Regions from separate parts of the Mus musculus genome. Here region 2 is linked to region 1. The links are chromatin contacts, called in public Hi-C maps. All regions are on one chromosome and are shown on one strand. Each heading gives the region's core, a stretch centred on a gene start, on an enhancer-like site or on the middle of the called end of the contact. The rest is flanking DNA. Distances are from core to core; before and after follow the strand shown.

The links. A called contact is a pair of places that touch in the nucleus more often than the background predicts.
Region 2: a contact with region 1 is called in a Hi-C map of regulatory T cells, with 2.0 times the contacts expected there. The contact joins two enhancer-like sites. A contact is called at or near these places in 3 of 484 Hi-C or Micro-C datasets (bone marrow-derived macrophages, embryonic stem cells and regulatory T cells).

The regions. Positions count from the first base shown.
Region 1 is chr6:8,295,438-8,301,606 of GRCm38.p6, forward strand. The region is part of intron 2 of Umad1 (UMAP1-MVP12 associated (UMA) domain containing 1); the gene reads left to right. Among named protein-coding and RNA genes, the nearest start is that of Umad1, 39 kb to the left of the region's middle. Within about 2 kb of position 3,829, at least 49 of the 459 cell types and tissues checked have an H3K27ac peak or open chromatin away from gene starts, as enhancers often do. A contact at or near this core is called in regulatory T cells, where this site is marked.
Region 2 is chr6:8,708,901-8,715,069 of GRCm38.p6, forward strand. The region is part of intron 6 of Ica1 (islet cell autoantigen 1); the gene reads right to left. Among named protein-coding and RNA genes, the nearest start is that of Ica1, 66 kb to the right of the region's middle. Within about 2 kb of position 3,226, at least 7 of the 459 cell types and tissues checked have an H3K27ac peak or open chromatin away from gene starts, as enhancers often do. A contact at or near this core is called in regulatory T cells, where this site is marked.

The DNA of each region.
Region 1 (6,169 bases), core at 2,579-5,078:
TTGAGTTGATTCTAAAGACAATTTGTTAAGATTTTAGACACAAACTTTGTATAAGAATATTGGAAAACTGTTCAGCTGTGGCTACTCATCAACACGTGTCAATAAGGTTTGCCCATTATCCTCATGCCATCTTTGTGAGTGATCTGAAGAGGTCAAATGTTGGTGTCCATTTCAACTAGTGCCAACGGAAGAGGGAGTAGTGTAGTCAGAGAAAGCAGTAAGAAGGCAAGGAGAGCCCAGGGAAACGTGAAAAAGCATTCAGGTCCTCTGTGTGGCAAGCACAGTAAAGCCTGTGAGACGCTCCTGTTCCGAAGCATCCTGTTGGACCTGCCCTGTATTGCAGCTTGTGATACTGCGTTGGGACTCGCATACGGTAGGTCTTTCAGATGACAGACCCAACAAAACACTATTTTAAGGTGATTATGGGAAACGGGATTTGGTGATATGTGGCTATAATCCCAGCACTTGAGATGTGAAGGCAGGAGGATCACTAGTTTCAGGTGTTAAGGTCATATTTGATTGGTAAGTAAGTTCAAGGCTCAAAATAAGTTCACCTGTCTCAAAAAATAAAAAACACAGAAAAGAAACAAACACTTGTTTTAACTTGCTCATGCTTATGCAACAGAAATGTAATATACACTTGAAATGCTTTTTTTTAAATAATGAGAATGTATTCACATGACAATGTAATGAACACCTGTGTACCAGCCATTCTGTCTAAAAATAAATAATTTATTGTTCATCTTAAATAAAGCCCCTCTTTATTCCTACCTCAGAGCTAAATTTTCTAATTGCATTTCCTGATTCTTTCTAAAACATTTTAGCATATTTATTTGTATCTCTATTTTAGTTGTGTATGTTTTAGAGACATATGAATAGAATTCAAAGTCATAGTACACATAAAATATTCTGCATTTCACTTCTGGCAACATCACATGCCTTGGGATCCAATCTCATATTGATGCATATAACTTGAGTTTTTTATTTTTGTTTTATATTCTTTTGGTGGTGGCTATGACACAATTTTTTTAATAGTGTGCAAAGTATAACCTGAAAATTAATGGCTTTTATGAATAAACAGATTAGCAATAAAATATTAATGTTTTTACTTGTTTTGAGAATTTCATGAGTACTATATTTACATCATCTACTTCTTCCAGCTTCTCTTGTTTTGTGACCCACCTCCAATTAATGACTTTTAATTATCTGTATGTGTAATCTCAAAAATATAGTCGCTTAAATGATACCTGAAAACCCAATTGACATGTCAACGTGGATGGGAGAATATCACAAAACTCCTTTCCTGTTTGAGGAGCTACAGGCAATGGCTTGTTCCAGAGATGAACCCTCTGGCGGGTTATCAAATTCCAAGATGTCATCCCTAGGAACATACCTATATATGCAATATGTACTAAATCAATTCAACCAGTTATGCAGTTATGTATTGAGTGTGCACATATGTGTATACAAGTGTATATGTATATATACATATATATATGTATATATATATATATATATATAAAGAAGATGAAGTCAATAATTTGAGAGATAATAATTTGGCCAGGAGCAGGACATAGAACAAATTGGAAGGGGAAAGGGTACGATGGTATTATGTAATTACAGTTCTCATATAAGAAATTCTCAAAAAAAAATTAAGAATGTTGCGTATGTATATATAAAATGTTGAGTTTCTCTTCTACTTTAGTGACTCTTGGATCAATAATTATAGCTTCCATGAAATTATGTAGCATTAAGGCATTCAAAGACTGAATAGTTTCCCCATGCTAGATGCAGTATGGGTGTTGAGTATTCAGTAATGTAAAATACAAACAAGATCTATTTTTGTGCAATTAAGTTGCAATTTTATCAGTGGCAACTGCTACTTAAAGAAGAAAGAGCCATTAGTTGCCATTAAAAAAAATGAAAGCAACTACCTAAAAGCCATAGTTTTAGGTTGAATCTACCTTTGTTGTAATTTATTAAATTATTCATTTCACCAAGTGAAAACAATTTATTTGATTTGAATTAAAATAAAATGTTGAAGGTATCTATGTTTTTAATTAAAAGAATTAATTGAAATTTCCTAAACGAAGGAAGGTTCTAATCCCAGTAAGAGAGCCTCCTCTTAATGCATCCATTTTCACTAATGCTCATCAACACTGTGCTGTGCTTATAAAACGACCTGTTTTTTTAAATGTCCTATAACTTAAGTAACCAAGAAGGTAGTATGCAATCAGTGAGTTTAATAACTGTGTCCGGGCAAGCATGAATTACTGGCCTCAAGATTTTCATTACAACTTAACTACTGCTGTATATGCTGAATCTTTCCCTGCCCACAAATAATGTCCAGTTAGTATATTCTGTCATGTGAAAGTATGCTAAGTGTGCTCACCTGTCAGTAAACTTGGGTGTTTAATTATTTTTAAATAGTTATTTTCAACTTTGCTCTTTCAAAGAAGAGTGAAAAATACCATAGATTCTGCTTGCCATGTTGTGTACTTATTAAAGGAATTTTGTTTTTATAACCAATATGCTGACATTGTAGTGGTATGATTAAATAACTTTTCATATACATCCATTGGCTTCATATTTTCATATGATAAACAGAATTAAATCAGATAATGAAGTGAAATAATACTGTACATAGTAGAGATTACAAGGAAGACTGGCACTGCTCATTTGACAAGGAGAAGCAATAGAGACCTGAAGTGGGTTTCCCAGTCATGTCTCCTGTGCCTTGGACACATCATCTTGTTTCTGTGATACCCTCCATGACGCTGTCTTTATTACGGATGCCGTGTCTGCTGCTACTCTCCATCTTTACCTGCAATAAGTGAATTACTGAAAAGCACGAGAGTAGAAATGCAAAGTCAGAATATAAAGGTGTATACCTTTAAAATCACAGTTTTAAATAAGTTTGAAGGAAAAACACTAATTACATTTAATAAATTTAAAGATATATAAAATTAAGATGGCTTTACATGTAATAGTTATATGCTTTGTTATTATTCTTATTTAAAATTGCCTCAGGGTTCTGTTTCTTTGGTTTTAAAGGGCTTTTTGTTTTTGTTGTTGTTGGCTTTGTTTGTTTGTTTTTTAATTTTTATTGTTCCATCTCTTTGTGTTGGTATCACTCTGTATACAGAACTCTCATTAAATAAAGATGGTAATAGTGGTAGAAACATCTGCCTATCCTTTCTTGTTGACTCGTGATACAGTAACAGTCTATGCTAGACTCATCTTCTTGTACTTCTGGGGGGGGAAGGGGGGAGGAGAGAGAGAGAGAGAGAGAGAGAGAGAGAGAGAGAGAGAGAGAGAGAGAGAGAGAGAGAGGAGAGAGAGGAAAGTTTAAAGCTTCACAGATAATTTTGATCAGCAGTAAAGGTAGGAACCACCTAACTTTAATTCTAACCACCAGTTAGAATTAATTTTCTAGATTTGCTAGTATATATAATTCCTAGCAGACAGAAAAATGGAAAACTTTCAAATACAAAACTAGTGTTTCTGTGGATGGCATAACTTCTCATCTATTAAAAATTAAGAATATTTTTTCCTGCCTTTCTGTTAGTTGACATGATTTAGTGAAATTGTGGTTAAAAACACATTTTGAGTAGATTTGGAAGATACAAAAGATAGAGTTGTGAGTCTTGAATTTGATCTAGTGCTGCAAAGGAAAGATTAAACTGGAGCAATATAATTAGGATAAACCATTGCATCTGCACTTGTAACACAGCAACTGAATTGAGAACCAGCTGCAAACTGGTGACTAATCTCTGGCAAGCCCACATGAGGATGCAGTACAATACACCAGCTTCAGACCCATGAGCACTTGTTTCTTCCACTGGCCTTTGAGCAGGTGACGGTGGTGATGCAATCTGATTATACTGCTGAATGTATGCTAACCACAGCCAACAGTTGAGTCTCACGAGGGCTTTCACAAAAGACTTAAATATATATTTCTTTCTTATAATTTCAGCTAGAGGAGGGCATAGGAAGAAGACGTCCTTTGCCTTCTGCGGTGCCTGTAGCACTTTATAGTACTTTATAGTCCCAAGTTTGAGAGGCTTTCATTAGTGTTCACATGTGAAATGAAAATGAGAAAAATAATATGGAAAGAAGCTCTTATTCAGAACTGTTCACAGCTACTTACAATAATCAATTAAAATAATTAAACTGTCCACACTGTTTCACTCTGAACAAACAAGAATTTGTAACCCAAGGGAAAACAGTACACTGTGCATACTCAGAGAGGCATTTTCCCAGCTATTACCTGTTCTGATGAGGTGACAGTTAACAGTGTCTTGAACATTAAAGATGCTTAATAAATATTCAGCTGCCTGGAATCTGAGCCCTTGCTTCTAATGGTTGAATAGAATAATACTTTCGGGGGCTGGAGAGATGGCTCACGGGTTAAGAGCAATGCTCTTCCAGAAGTCCTGAGTTCAATTCCCAGCAACCACATGGTGGCTCACAATCATCTCTAATGGGATCTGATGCCCCCTTCTGGTGTGTCCGAAGATAGCTAGTGTATTCATATGCATAAAATAAACAAACACCTTTAATACTAGCACTTGGGAGGCAGAGGCAGGTGGATTTCTGAGTTCAAGGCCAGCCTGGTCTACAGAGTGAGTTCTAGGACATCCAGGGCTACACAGAGAAACCCTGTCTCGAAAAACCAAACCAAACAAACAAACAAAAACCAATAATACTTCCTTCTTCCATTGTAGTACAGGGGGTGACTTAGTGAGGATGTCAGAAAGTCATGTGTCAGAAAGCATGTCATCTTTGGAAAGAAGTGCTACCAGAGCCAAAATAGAACCAGGAATGTTTCTGATGGGGAGCGGGAAAGAAGAACTCTCAGAACTCACATGTGTATATGAATTGTTAACATCCAAATGTGTATAATACAATGCTATAACTTTGCAGTCAAAAGGACACGATTTCCACAAGATCACTCAGCTGTACAATTTGCAAATTGTCTTGAGAATAAAAAGGAAAAAGAGATACAGAGCTCCTAGCTTGGTAGCTCACACATTTGGATTCCAGAGGTGTGACTGGAAGCATGTCGGAAGGAAGGAAGTCTGGACCTCCCCCTATCACATCTGAATCTGTAGCCTGGAGAGGGTCCCAAGGCATTTGCGCTTTAAATCATTTCCCTCCCTCATCCTTTTCCCTATGAATCCGATACATGCCGAAGTGAGATAAATAGCAGCAACTATAGCACTGTAGCACTAGAAGACACTAATTATACATCTGTAGTCCATACCACTAAGGTTCCAATTTCATAGTGTGCAGATTCGCTTTGTCCACATCCTCACCAGCACTTGTCTCTTGTCTTTTTAATAATACAGATTTTTAATGGAGTGAGGTAAGACCTCACTGTAGTTTTATTTGTACTTCCCTAGTACTTAGCAATGTTGAAGTTTTTCGTATACACATTAATCATTGGAATTGTTCTTAACTGTATGTTTAGGTGTCCACATCCCCCCTTACCTTTTGGTGCTCCAAAATTTTAAATCCTACTGTCCTCAGATGCGTCGCTATGACACATTTTTTCCAATTTTTTTATGATGTCTACTTGTTTTCTCCAATGCATACAATGTTTAATTTTATATAATTTGTCTTTTCTGTATTTAGATTTTGTTACCAAAATATCCATGCCCATTCTATCCCTGAAACATCTCCTTGTGTTCCTGTGTTTTCTTCTAGCCCTATCCATAGTTTCAAGTTTTCATTTAAATTGTTAACCAGTTTAGAGTTGATTGCTTCTAAATGATGAGAGATAGGGATTTTCTTTCTGGGTTTGCATGTAGATAATCTAAATGTCCCAAATGTAAAGACTATGCTCATCCCAATGTATTTTCTTGGTATATTTGTTCAAAAAAAATGTTTGGTTTAAATACTAGGCTTGTTCTTCTATTTCCTTGTTCTGTGAGTCAGTCTTTATACCAAGGCGGTGATGTTTTGGTTGTAAATAAATTTAATTGGCTCTAGAAAAATTGTTTTAGCATTTATATGTATCATAAAAACAAAAGACAAAGGGCTGAAGAATATGAAGGCTTAGTGACCTGAGTCTAAGTGTGATGTCTTCTGGTTTTGAAGTTATGGAAAATGTAACATTTAGAGAGCCCAGAAGAATGGGTAGGTTGAATTTGCCCCTCCCCCAAGG
Region 2 (6,169 bases), core at 1,976-4,475, 410 kb after region 1:
AGTATGGCCACTCTGGAAGACAGTGCCACGGTTTCTCATAAAACTACAGTTCTAGGGCCTGGAGCAATGGTGTTGTACCTTGGAGCACTGTACAAAGCCGGGGACCCAGGTTCTATCTCCAGCACCATGTGGTAGCTCACAGCCATCTGTAACTCCAATTCCTGGGAGATCTGAATTATCTTTGGCCTCTGAGAGCACAGCATGATGTGTTGCACAGACACACATGCAGACAGCATACCCAAATGTACAAAATAATAAAATAAGAATAAAGTCCTTACTATATAATCTAGCACCTGTGTTCTTTGATATTTACCCAAATAACTAAAAACTTAAATCTGCAATCAATGTTTTATAGCAGCTTTCTTGCAATTGCCAAAACATGGAAGCTACCAAGATTTTCTTCAGTAGATGAAGAGCTGTGCTGAGTCCTGGCAATGGACTATTACTCAGTGCTGTGTCAGCTTCTATTACTATACAAAATACCTGAGGTAATCAACTTATAAAAAGAAAAGATTCATGCTGTCTTCCAGTTTGAGAGGTTTTAATCCAGATCAGTTGGTCTGCTTGTTTGGGGCTTATAAGGAAGCAGCTTATAATGCCAGAGGTGTGTCGTATAGGAAAACTGCTCATGGTCAGAAAGTAAAAGGAAGAGGTAACATGGGTCCCAGATCCCTTTTCTCTTGCCTTTTAAACAATTACTTAGTGTTTATGGCTGCATTCAAGAGTATGCCAGGAGCCATAGCCCTGAAGAAAACTGAGTGTCCTTTCCCCAGCAGCTATCAGCTCCTCACCTCTGGGTGCAGCCTCAGGGGACGAGGACTTTTAGGAAAGCGAAGCTGTGCTGGGTGCTCTCATAATGATTTATTTACATTACCATACATTAGTCAAACCCTCGAGAATGCCAAACACAAATATACGGTATACTAGTATAAACTAGAGTTAGCTTGATGAAATGTGCCACTGACTAGCTCAGTAACTAAAGCACTCTGCCTTGCTTGGGGATGCAACGGGAGAAGGCTGTGTGTGCCCACGTGAAGGGAATGCCTTAGGGAGGATAGGCAGAGGAGAATTAATTCTCTTACCTATCCCCCAATTTTTCTACAAAAGTAAAACTGCTTGAAAAAATATTCTCAGTAATTTAATATATACCAGATATATTTATATATAAGAAGTAACTAAAAAGATATAAATCTACAAAGTATTTGAAAAAATAGATGATAAAGATGATAAAGAAAAGGACATATTTCAAATTCATAAAAGATAACATAAAAGATACTACTTGCTAAGACAAAATAAAAATGGGAAAGTAAAGCAATGGTGTTTTCCTATCAAAGGGGAAGGCTGGAGGCCTTCAGCTCTATTTATCAAAGAAACCCACAAAAATTAAATACATGTAAAAGAAGAGCAAAATGGGAGCTTGGAAACACATTATTTATAGACACAAGGAGCCAAGCAATAATCTGGCCATGGAGGTAGGTGGCAACCAGGAACCATCTGGCTAATCCAGACTTGTCACATTTTAAGAATTAATGGTACCTTGGAACTGGAGGGACAGTGGCATTAATAAGAGACAGACTAGACGAAGGTCTATCTTCTCAGGATCCTTCCTTTTACCTCAAGCTGCAAGGCTGATGTTCTGGGCAGTGTAGAGCTGGGAGTGTTATAGTTCAAATGCATTTAACAAAGCTCATCATGGAAACGTAATCACAAATGTAAAGGTATCAAGAAACAGAACCTTTAGGGCACTGGAGAGGTGGCTCAGAGGTTGAACGCACTAACTGCTCTTCCAGAGGTCCTGAGTTCAATTCCCAGCAACCACATGGTGACTCACAACCATCTGTAATGGGATCCAATGCCTTCTTCTGGTGTGTCTGAAGACAGCTACAGTGTACTCATATACATTAAATCAATCAATCAATCAATCAATCAATCAATCTTAAAAAAAAAAGAAATGGAACCTTTAAGAGCTTTCCTGAATAATATGGACTTAGCCCTGTGCATAGATGACTGTTACTGTGGGGCCAGCTTCCTTATCATAAGAGCAGACAGAGTGTACAATCATATTCTATTTTCCTCCTCTCCTTCCCCCCCCTCTCCCCCTTCCCTCCCCCAAGCCAGGTGACTTCAGATACTCATATAAGCAGATAAAAGAAGAACCACAGAAAGATGTGACTGAAGACCACTCTTAGTGTTCTAGCCAGCTGGCTGGCATCTAACACTGAAAAGCCAGAAACCTGTGTCCACTTGGAAGGCTGAAACAAACACTCTAACCTTGTGTATTATTTTACCAGGCTTTGAAAGAAATTCTTTTTATAGTCTACTGAAATATCTTATTATGTTCAATTGTGTGAAATATTAGACTATATTGGTAGTTGAACAGAAATATGTGAAACCGTGCTCTCTACTACGTGCTGGGGAGAAATAAACTTGAGTAAGCCTGGTCCCTTGCCTGACCAGAAACAAGATGACGCCTTGTGGCAATGTGCTACCTCTTTGTTTGTTTGTTTTAGCAGAAGAGATACTAAGGATTCTGACTCACTTTAGTCTCTTGAATGAAGGCCAATACGATTTCTTCATCATACAAATATGAGAACATCATTTGGCCTTGCTTTTGTGAAAAATGCTTCAGTTAACTTAGGACATGTTACTGAACATTTTATAGAAATGCCCTTAAAGAGAACAATAGCTCTTGCTTAGCAGTTTTCATGCTAGACATTAAACTACCAAGAGTTTTTGTCCGACTCAAGGAGGGCTCACTTTAGACAATGTTCTCTGTCAGTTTAAGTCCAGCTTGACATAGTGCCCTGCTTTCTAGAATTTTTCCTTAAGTGCTGCACTGCTTACATTAATTCCCTTACTTATTCTGAGTTGATCCACCAATGTTTCTGCCCAAATTGTACACTGCCATGAATCTTTTTAGAGTCTATGAACCCATATTTGCAAAAGATAAACAGGACAGAAAACAAGTGCAGTAATGAAAACATAAACTGCACATCAAAAGTTAAAGACACACCTGCATCCTCAATTCAGTCCCTGATAACTGAGTGTCTGCTAAGACACACAGGATATTGACTGGTGACAAGCTCCATGTATAAGGTTCACTATTTAGAGCAGCTCGATATTTCTGCAAAACAAAATATGAGGCTGGAAGTGGTGTAAGTTATGGCTCTTGAGATGTGGACAAGACAAAACCCACAGCAGCTTGAACCTGACCTTGTGGCTTCAGCAGGCACTTTGTAGAGACATGCTGTGGTGGCACCTGGGTTTTGTTTTGATCACACAGGGCTATGTAGAGGGCCAACTCAAAGTAGGAAGTCAAGGTAGAGACTTGTGGTCCAGGAAAGTCATCAGGCCTGCAACACTGATCTAGAAAATATTCAGAAGGTCAAAGTCTGCAAGTCTAGTGGTTTCTGAGATGAAGAAAGGATGAGAAAGCAAGAAACTAAGGTGCATCTTAGGGTGTAAGTATAGACTTACTATGACTACATGAAACTAGCCCTCACAATGCAATTCCTGGCTATGGCCAAGCTGTCCCTCATATCTTACAATAGTGACACCTCCAACAGAAGCCTGCTTGAAGGCTTTATAGAGGGCCCTCTCACATAGTACACCATGGTGACTCGTTAGCTCTACATGTTCTCTTGTGAATCTTTTATCATGTGTCTATAACCCTACAAGTCCATGGGGCAGAGATCATATCCATTTTGTTCAGTGCTGTGTCCCAAGGCTGAGCATACATCAGGGTCTCAAAACACTGAGTGAATGAATGTTATGCTCAGACAGCACCAGTGAACTGAAGCAATGTTCTCTCTCAGACATTATTACAAGGGACACAAAATCATTTGTAAAGAAGTCTGTTGAGAATAAGATAACAAGAATAGTGCCAGGTGGTGAGATGTCACATATCTGGGCAGGGGCAGGGGGAGTTGAAGACATGTGTCACTTTGCATTAATCTATGATTTGGTCAATAGTAATGACTAAGTGTATCAATGTGAGTGACCCAACCGTTGCCTAATATCATATGTACTCAATAGGAGAAATTTGGCACATCTGGAGAATGAGTTACATGAAGTTCCTTACAAAGCACTGAAGGTTGAACTCAGAGAAAACACAGGGTTCATCTAGAATAATGGAGATATAAGAGGACAAAATGCAGTAGAACTTAGAAATATAAACCTGGGAGCAGAGCTGATGGACTAAAGAGTCCCATGGAAGTACACTGCTGTGTGGTTCCTGGCTCCCAGCTGAGACTTAATCCTATAGCCAGGCTTGGAGAGTGGATGAAATCCCTAAGGGAATGTGTATTGCTGACATGAGCATGACCATCTCAGAGACACCAGTGCCCCAGATTCATGGCAATGGCAAGGCTTTTTCCTGGTCAGGGAACAGATATTGAATGGTTGACTTTTAGCTAAAACCAATACATGCAAAAAGTATCAAGCACAGCTTCCTCATTCCAAATAACTGTGTAATCATGTTCCACCAGACAGCTACCCTACCAAGGACCCCACACACTGAGATTAGGTAATGTACTTTCTCCTTCCCACAATATATAATAGGTGCCCTGCGTATCTGGGCGGCTCAGAGCGCACACATGATCCCATCTTTATATTAATTTCTTGTGTCTGTCTTTCTTAATCTTAATGGCTCTTTGCTACCAGCCTGCTTTCCAGAACCCAGCTGTGGAGACCTTGGCAGACAGGCAAGAAGAATGCTAGATGCGGCTAAGCTAGTGGTTCTGAGCACACAAATATGTATGCCTGTATGAGCATATATACATGTTCTTAACCCCTAGCATATCTCTCTCTCTCTCTCTCTCTCTCTCTCTCTCTCTCTCTCTCTCTCTCTCTCTCTCTCTCTCTCTCTCATATACACACACAGACACATATAACCCATTCCTCCTAGCTTGGCAATATAGCCAGGTGGTATGAGCGATGGCACAACCATCTTTTGAGTCATTCGCAAGTTGAAAGGGGCACGGGATCTGGAATCATCCATTGCATCCAGAGCCTGCCAGTGACTCTCAAGCTCCCTCGTGTGAATGTGCACAAATGAAGGTAACATCCAGGGTCTCTGCCTTTTGTCTAATTCATTTCTCATGGCACTAGGATTCCACTCTAAAGAATAGAATACAAATGACTAGGGACCTTTCTTTCATTTATCTTGCTTGAAAATTGTATTTTTAGTAGAAATATACTAAGTTTATAATAACGTACCAAAATTTCCCAGGTTTTCTTGGAATTATATATCTCTTCTCTAAGAATTCTCTCTCCTCCCCCTCTCTCCGTCTTCCTTTTCTCACTCATCTCACTGCTTTCTCCATCCTCTTCTCCACCTTCCTTCCTCTCTTCTGTCTTAGTTCCCAAACTAAACCAGATAACTGAAGAGGGTAGTGTCTTGTATTCTGTTCTATCATTTTAATATCATAGCAACTATAACAAGAGGTTGATCCAAGAGATAATCCATGCAAATCACCAGAGAAAGGTCAAGGAATGGAAACCTTGAGTTGCTGCTGATACACTCAATTTATTCTTGAAGTAGATATTATCTGCAGAATATATACTTTTTTTTTTTGCTTCAGAGTCAAGTCAAAATGGTCAAAGTCACAAAGACTGCCATAGAGAAGGGGCATATGTATGTCTTAAAAACACCTCTTCATAAAATCCTGATTCTTTCTTAGATCAATAATCTTTTTACTAGTGTGGTAACTTCTCCAGTTACTGCTCAGCAAAGTATCCGTCTTACCCCTTGGGAATTTTGTCTAGGAGACTAAGGGGGACTCAATTCTCACCAGGATTTCAAGGAAAAATTCCGCCTTGAGTAGTAATAGCAAAAGATGTGCAAAAGAACAGAGCAGGCCTTGCCGACCTGGCTCAGTAGATGACGATAACAGGGAACATGCTTTTAAAGATGAGCATTCTCTAAATGACAAGGCTTTTTTTTCCAGCTATTGTATAAATAAGCCATGTCAAAAATACTTGACAGAAGGAATGAAAAAGACCACATTCTGACTGAAATAGAAAATGGGAACAAAAATCAACACAGTGAAGTCACAAGGCACAGTCCATTTAGTTCACATTCCTCACCAAGTGTACTAGACCCTGGCCTTGGAGCAAACACTCACATTTCATTACTGAAGTATGCTCCAGATTAGGTAGATAGCTTTGG